Regions from separate parts of the Oncorhynchus mykiss genome. Here region 2 is linked to region 1. Evidence: chromatin contacts called from public Hi-C data. All regions are on one chromosome and are shown on one strand. The core of a region is the stretch at or near the end of the contact, and the rest is flanking DNA. Distances in the headings are between cores, read along the strand shown.

Region 1 (3,022 bases), core at 404-2,903:
TGCAGATTTCGCAGTAGAAATCTTCATATCCAGACATCTGTTATTAAGTTCTGTTTTTATGAATGACTATTACATTTATTTTCTTTGCAGTGGCTCCATAGATGGAAATAATCAGCTTGTGATCAAAGGAAGATTTCAACAGAAACAGATTGAAAATGTCTTGAGAAGATATATTAGTACGTGGGAATATACAGGATTCCATTTTACATTGGTATACTGGTGACCTAGAGCAAAATATGTAAAGAATAGTTGTAGAGGCATATAATTTAGTTATCCTTCACTTGTAGCTACTATAGACATATTTGCGTGCCTCATCTTGGCTTTGTGTTTGACTTGCAGAGGAATATGTGACATGTCACACGTGTCGCTCCCCTGACACCATCCTACAAAAGGACACCCGTCTCTACTTCCTCCAGTGTGAGACCTGCCACTCACGCTGCTCCGTGGCCAGCATCAAGACTGGCTTCCAGGCAGTCACGGGCAAGAGGGCACAGCTCCGTGCCAAAGCCAACTAAGGCCAACCACACCCTGGCTTCTCCCTCTCTGACCCGCCGGAGCTTTGGATCCTCTTGATAACTGGACTTTTGTTTGGAGTCCGAGAGGGTTTGTTGTTGTCGCTGCATTATGTGAGAGAGAAACGCTACAAGCTCTGAGGCTCAAAGGTCTTGCAGGTCATAAGGAGCAGTGCGCAGATGCATAAGGTTTCACAGGCAAACCCCCAGTTTTCTCTTTTCTCAGCTGTGGGCAGATTCTTTCAGAGCTTCTCTATTCCCTCCAAGTGTGTCTTCTTCCCACATTTCTTCAATCGTATGTAGCCCACATATCGGATCATAAAGACAAAGCTGTTATGACAAAGTAATTGATATTGGCTTTCCTTTGGTTGAAGCATAGTGGGTGTGTAAACAAACATTTTAAAGATGCATTCCAAGAGCTAGGTTTCAGTATCATGTATGTACCCTTTTGCACTGCCGAGCCATACTGTATGGGCCTGGTTACGCATCCACCACAGCTGCATGAACTGTGCTTGCTTCAAGGCAGTAGAGTTTCAGCAGGATATTGTGAAAGGGTTATGGAGAGTCGGTTTTTCAACTTGTATACCCTCCTCTACTGCTTTTACGGGCTTATCTGAGATCTGTATACTATCATAGCAGACTGTCAGTGGGTGGAAGTAGCTGGGTGTCCTCCAGTAAGAGTACATTAATTACTTTCAAACTGAGACTACAGAATATGTGGGACAAACGACAATGACATCTATTTATTGTGTGCGTGTGCGTGCGTGTGCGCGCTTTTATGGCAATTACAAGATTTTAACTTTGACTTCCGATCCTCGACACTTAGGAAAAACATTATTCTGCCTGGTCACCTAGTATTAAGAAGATTGTTGCTTTCAAATAGCAAACAAGAATCTTACAAGGTATTCACATAGTATCAAATATACTCCGGATTTGTTCAGAAAGCATATTTAAAGTCTCTTTCAAATTGTTTTCAACCTGATATTTAACATTCTCCCATCACTTTTTTTTAAAGACCGTATGTTGTGGGTTGCCTTATGGATTTTCTTGACTAGGTAACACCCAGATAAATGTTTATAATGCAACTTATCATTGAAAGGGAGCGAAACTTGTTTTTATATGAAAACGGGTGGAATTAGAACAAATTAATTCTAGGTAATCATAGGATTTAGATCAAAATACGTTTTACATGTTAACAGTTTTTTCATTGTGAGGTGTGATTGTCTGAACAGCGCGACTGCAATGAAGACTACCTGGAACGCAACCTAAATTGCCGACGCATGTGCAGTGAATGCACTTCCTATTCCGCTCAACGCGCTGCGTTTTCTTCTTTAACCAAGCTTATTTTCAACGTAAAAAAAAGGTAAACAAACTCGATATGTACACATTTGAAACTACTGCATTTCCCTGCGATAAAAGTAAGCTGTTTAGTATCACAGTGGCGCTTGATATGAGGCTTGGGTGCAGATGTATTGCTAGCTAGGTGAACAACATGATGGTTTGTGAGCAACCTCCATTCATTTAGCTAGCCACTGAAGTCCAATAGCTAACTGTCCTCTCATTATTATAATTTATGTATACTATCACTAATGCATGTAAATGTTGATCGAATAACTTCACATTATTGTAATGCTGTTTATTGTACCGGTTACTAATATGTACCATTTCATATTAGTAACCGCGTGTTGGCTCAAGACAATCCGACGTCATGAGCTTGTTTGGGACCAGCACTGGGTTTGGCGCAGGGGGATTCGGAGCGGCAACCACGGACACACACAACCCAATGAAGGTAACTAGCTAAAAAAAAATAGCATTCCCTTTCAGTAACCTGCTTAATGATCAATCTATTTGACTATTAGAAATTGTTCTGAGGGGTATAAATAAATTTGAATGATGTGTGATCTCATATAGGATGTGGAAGTAACCTCACCCCCAGATGACAGCATCAGTTGCTTGGCGTTTAGTCCCCCTGCCATGCCAGGGAACTTCTTGATAGGGGGGTCCTGGGCCAATGATGTGAGTCAAGTCATTAAGTTCCACTTGAAGTGTTCACTTCAGACTTATGCCTTTTTGTTATGAGTCTAAAACCATTCACTTCGTAAAACGTGACTGTTTTCTTACATTTTTCCAGGTGAGGTGTTGGGAGGTACAGGACAATGGGCAGACAGTCCCCAAAGCCCAGCAAATGCACACAGGTCCAGTCCTTGATGTCTGTTGGAGCGAAGTAGGCCCCCCTCACATATCACATCACATATCTTTACGAACCATATAAGGTCTTTGAATTAAGCTTTACTTATTCGTTCCCTTGCTCTCTCAGGATGGAAGCAAGGTTTTCACTGCATCTTGTGATAAGACTGCCAAAATGTGGGATCTCAACAGCAACCAGGCAATACAGATCGCACAGGTAAATATTTCAGGCTATGAACACTGTTTTAAGTGTTATTTTTCAATTGGTAGTTTCATCGCATCTTTGTACAACTGAGGGGAATTGCTTCCCATGAAAACATTAT
Region 2 (3,174 bases), core at 288-2,787, 130 kb after region 1:
TGCATTCCAGGTGACTACATCATGAAGCTGGTTGAGAGAATGCCAAGATTGTGCAAAGCTGTAATCAATCATTTTCAAATATAAAATATATTCTGATTTGTTTAACACTTTTTTGTTAATACATGATTCCATTTGTTATTTCATAGTTGAAGTCTTCACTATTATTCTACAATGTAGAAAATAGTAAAAATAAAGAAAAACCCTGGAATGAGTAGGTGGGTCCAAACTGACTGGTACTGTATTTAGTTAGCTAGATTGCTAATGAAAATACTATTTTTAAGGTCTCTGTGATAAATTAAGTAGAGTAGATAGTTAGCCCTTTAGCATAACGCTAAGAGTCATAGGACGAAGGCATCTTGTTCTGTGTGGGGGAGTTTTGTTAAGAGCCCTGACAGTCAGTCTGAAGATTAACACGCATCGCTAGCGGCACGGTTTTGGAAGCATAAGGACCTTATCTTTCATACCAGTGAGAAATAATTGGCAAAAAACAAAAGGTTAAATTGATACTATAGGGTTAGGGTTCCCACACGGTCATATCACAGTGCGTGTTTACAAACAGAAGACAGTGCTAATTAGCTATCATGCTACGAATACCTGTGTGTAATTATTTACCCTCTTGCACCCCAGTATTTCGACTTGCACATCATCACTCCAGTGTCAATACTACATTTTAATTATTTCGCCTCTGTCCTATTTATTGCCTTACCTCCCTACTCTTCTACATTTGCAAACACTGTACATATAATTTTCTATTGCATTATCGACTGTACGTTTGTTTATGTGGAACTCTGTGTTGTTGTTTTTGTCACACTGCTTTGCTTTATCTTGGCCAGGTCGCAGTTGTAAATGAGAACTTGTTCTCAACTGGCCTACCCCGCCAGAAAGGTGGTCACTGAAAAATACTGTCAGTTGAAACTGTGATAAAAACCGTTTAAAAAAAGTGTACAGTAAGTGTATATTTAGCATGTGAAATTATTTTGATGTGATATGAAAGTAACATTAAATGGCCTTTATGTTTCTAGAACCGTATCGCAATTGAGAATCGATTCACGTTTAGATAAGAGTATTTTGCTCTTCTGACAAAAACTTACGGTCCTTGAACCTTAGGGTAACTAACGGTAGGCTCCTTAAGAGTACATATTGGACTAGGTAGATAGCTCGCTTGCTAGCTAGCTACTGTACGTAGCTGATAGTTACTTATCTAGCTATGCAACGCTAGCTAGCTACCTTTTAGTTAACAGAAAGAAACAAGCGACTCCTTTGGCGAGCTTACCCATTCATTTGCTTTGGAATTAAATGTGTACAGTGCTACCTGTCCGGTAACATCGAGAAGTTTGTTGATATACGGATCTTGTTGTTGTAGAGCTGCAAGGCTCATTTTACTGGCGGTCTCCATCTTGAATACAATGCTTACCACACGGAATAATTTCTATGAACACTCAATGTCCACTGTCCTTGGAAGACATGGTCACAATGCCTTATAGTTCTGCCCCACTTTTAGTTCCGCAATGAGTTGGAGTGATTGGTCGTGTTCGAGAGCGTCAAAATTAAAAACCGTAGCGTATCATGTGTAAATTGTGTGATTGACTGATATACAAATGCTATTGATAATTTATGAATGACTCATGGTGATTTGTAGATCAGTCCAGTCAGTGTTGAATCTCATTTCGCAAGTGCCTAAAAATGATTGCTCACTCACGCTCATGCGAGAGGTGCTATTTTGCTATGGGCCTGTCTATCCAAGTAGACTATATAACTTGAGGATGACAAAACGTCAAACCCATAGCTCTGGAGTATCATAACCCAGATCTCTAAAAACCCAAACAATATTTTTTTTGATCAACATAGCCACCTGTCAGTGGAAAATAATGACCACACCAACCAATTCATCAATTTATTTTAGTCCCAGGAAGTGTTAGGGTCTAAGAATTAATTTCGGACTGGGCAAAATATTATATTTTTTCCTTAAGGCCAAATACTATGTAGACTGCACGATTTACCACAAGGCGGCACTGATGCAATATATTTCGATGACACCGATAACCCATGTGGCAACACCTTTATAATAGACAATTTGGAGCTACTGGTGACCCTCAAATTTAAAGCATATTTTAGCATAGGGGGGAAGACATGTTTTTGAAATAAGCACCTCAATGTGGGGTTTGGAATAGTAAAAGAGATACCTGTTCTGTCAATAAACCTACCGTTATTAGTTTTAAGTGAATGACGGGCCTCCAACTCAGTCTTAAACCCGTAGGCCTATGCTATAAGCCAAAAGATCAAATTGGATATTGAAAGTCATTAGTTATTTTCTGAAGTAGCCTTAGGCTAGTTAGGTCAACAACATCCTTTGCTTCAATTCACTGGGGAACAAAGTATTATAATTAAGGGATTATCGCTGTGAAACAGTAGTCCAGCTGCAGACAGGTAGACCTAGGCTAATCCAATAACCAGTAACCGTCCAACACACAGAGGGTTCATTTCCTTTCGGTTCGTTACAGAATGTGGGCCCTAAACTGTGTCATGTGGTCCCAAAACAGAGGGAGATGATATTACGGTCACGGTCAGGGTTCGACGACACCGGGGTAAATCATGGGGATAGAGTTACACAATTTATGTTGCCTAACGACCTCATGCTATTAGCCTAATCAATGGCAAAATTTGAAAAAACAACTGACTGACAATATATGTTTAATGTGTAGGTATAATAACACATGAGCGACATTCTTTTTTATAGGATATACATTTTATACCGTAGACCAGTAGCAGTGTGTGGGTAAAAATCACTGGGGAAGCCAGAAAAAAAAGCTACATTACAACCTGTGTTGTGATAATTGCCTTGTTTGCTCTATAAATACAGTTAGTTCATATGCCTTGCAACCATGATAAAAATAGGCCTAAGGCCAAGACAGTAAGACAAAGTGGCAGAATAAATTCCTTTGTTTCATCACAAAAGCAGAGAGCAACATCTGTAAGGTGAAGTCCACAAAGCATATTTCATGTAACAAACAATTACATGACCTACAGAATGGCCAAGCAAATTAATATTTCCAATATTTTCCCACCCCTAAAGAACTATTGATTTAGAACCACGGAGACCTTACCGCAGGTTGCAAAGAAAACAGGAGCTCCCTCCACTCTTCCTGAACCATTTCAACTTTAACATTTCAACAT

What was found. Hi-C and Micro-C count contacts between places; a contact is called where the count stands out from the background.
Region 2: a contact with region 1 is called in a Hi-C map of liver, with 2.0 times the contacts expected there. The contact joins the promoter of LOC110532066 here to the promoter of LOC110532058 in region 1. A contact is called at or near these places in 2 of 3 Hi-C or Micro-C datasets (blood and liver).

What each region holds. Positions count from the first base shown.
Region 1 is chr9:40,084,358-40,087,379 of USDA_OmykA_1.1, forward strand. LOC110532058 (mRNA export factor) reads left to right here and starts at 1,654. Exons shown (of 13, transcript XM_036987969.1): 1 at 1,654-1,872; 2 at 2,186-2,301; 3 at 2,424-2,528; 4 at 2,644-2,736; 5 at 2,830-2,916. The coding sequence starts at 2,221. It overlaps LOC110532060 (eukaryotic translation initiation factor 2 subunit 2), which reads left to right. Exons shown (of 9, transcript XM_021615663.2): 8 at 91-176; 9 at 340-1,461. The coding sequence ends at 515.
Region 2 is chr9:40,217,855-40,221,028 of USDA_OmykA_1.1, forward strand. It overlaps LOC110532066 (mRNA-decapping enzyme 1A), which reads right to left and starts at 1,538. Exons shown (of 9, transcript XM_021615675.2): 1 at 1,274-1,538. The coding sequence starts at 1,396.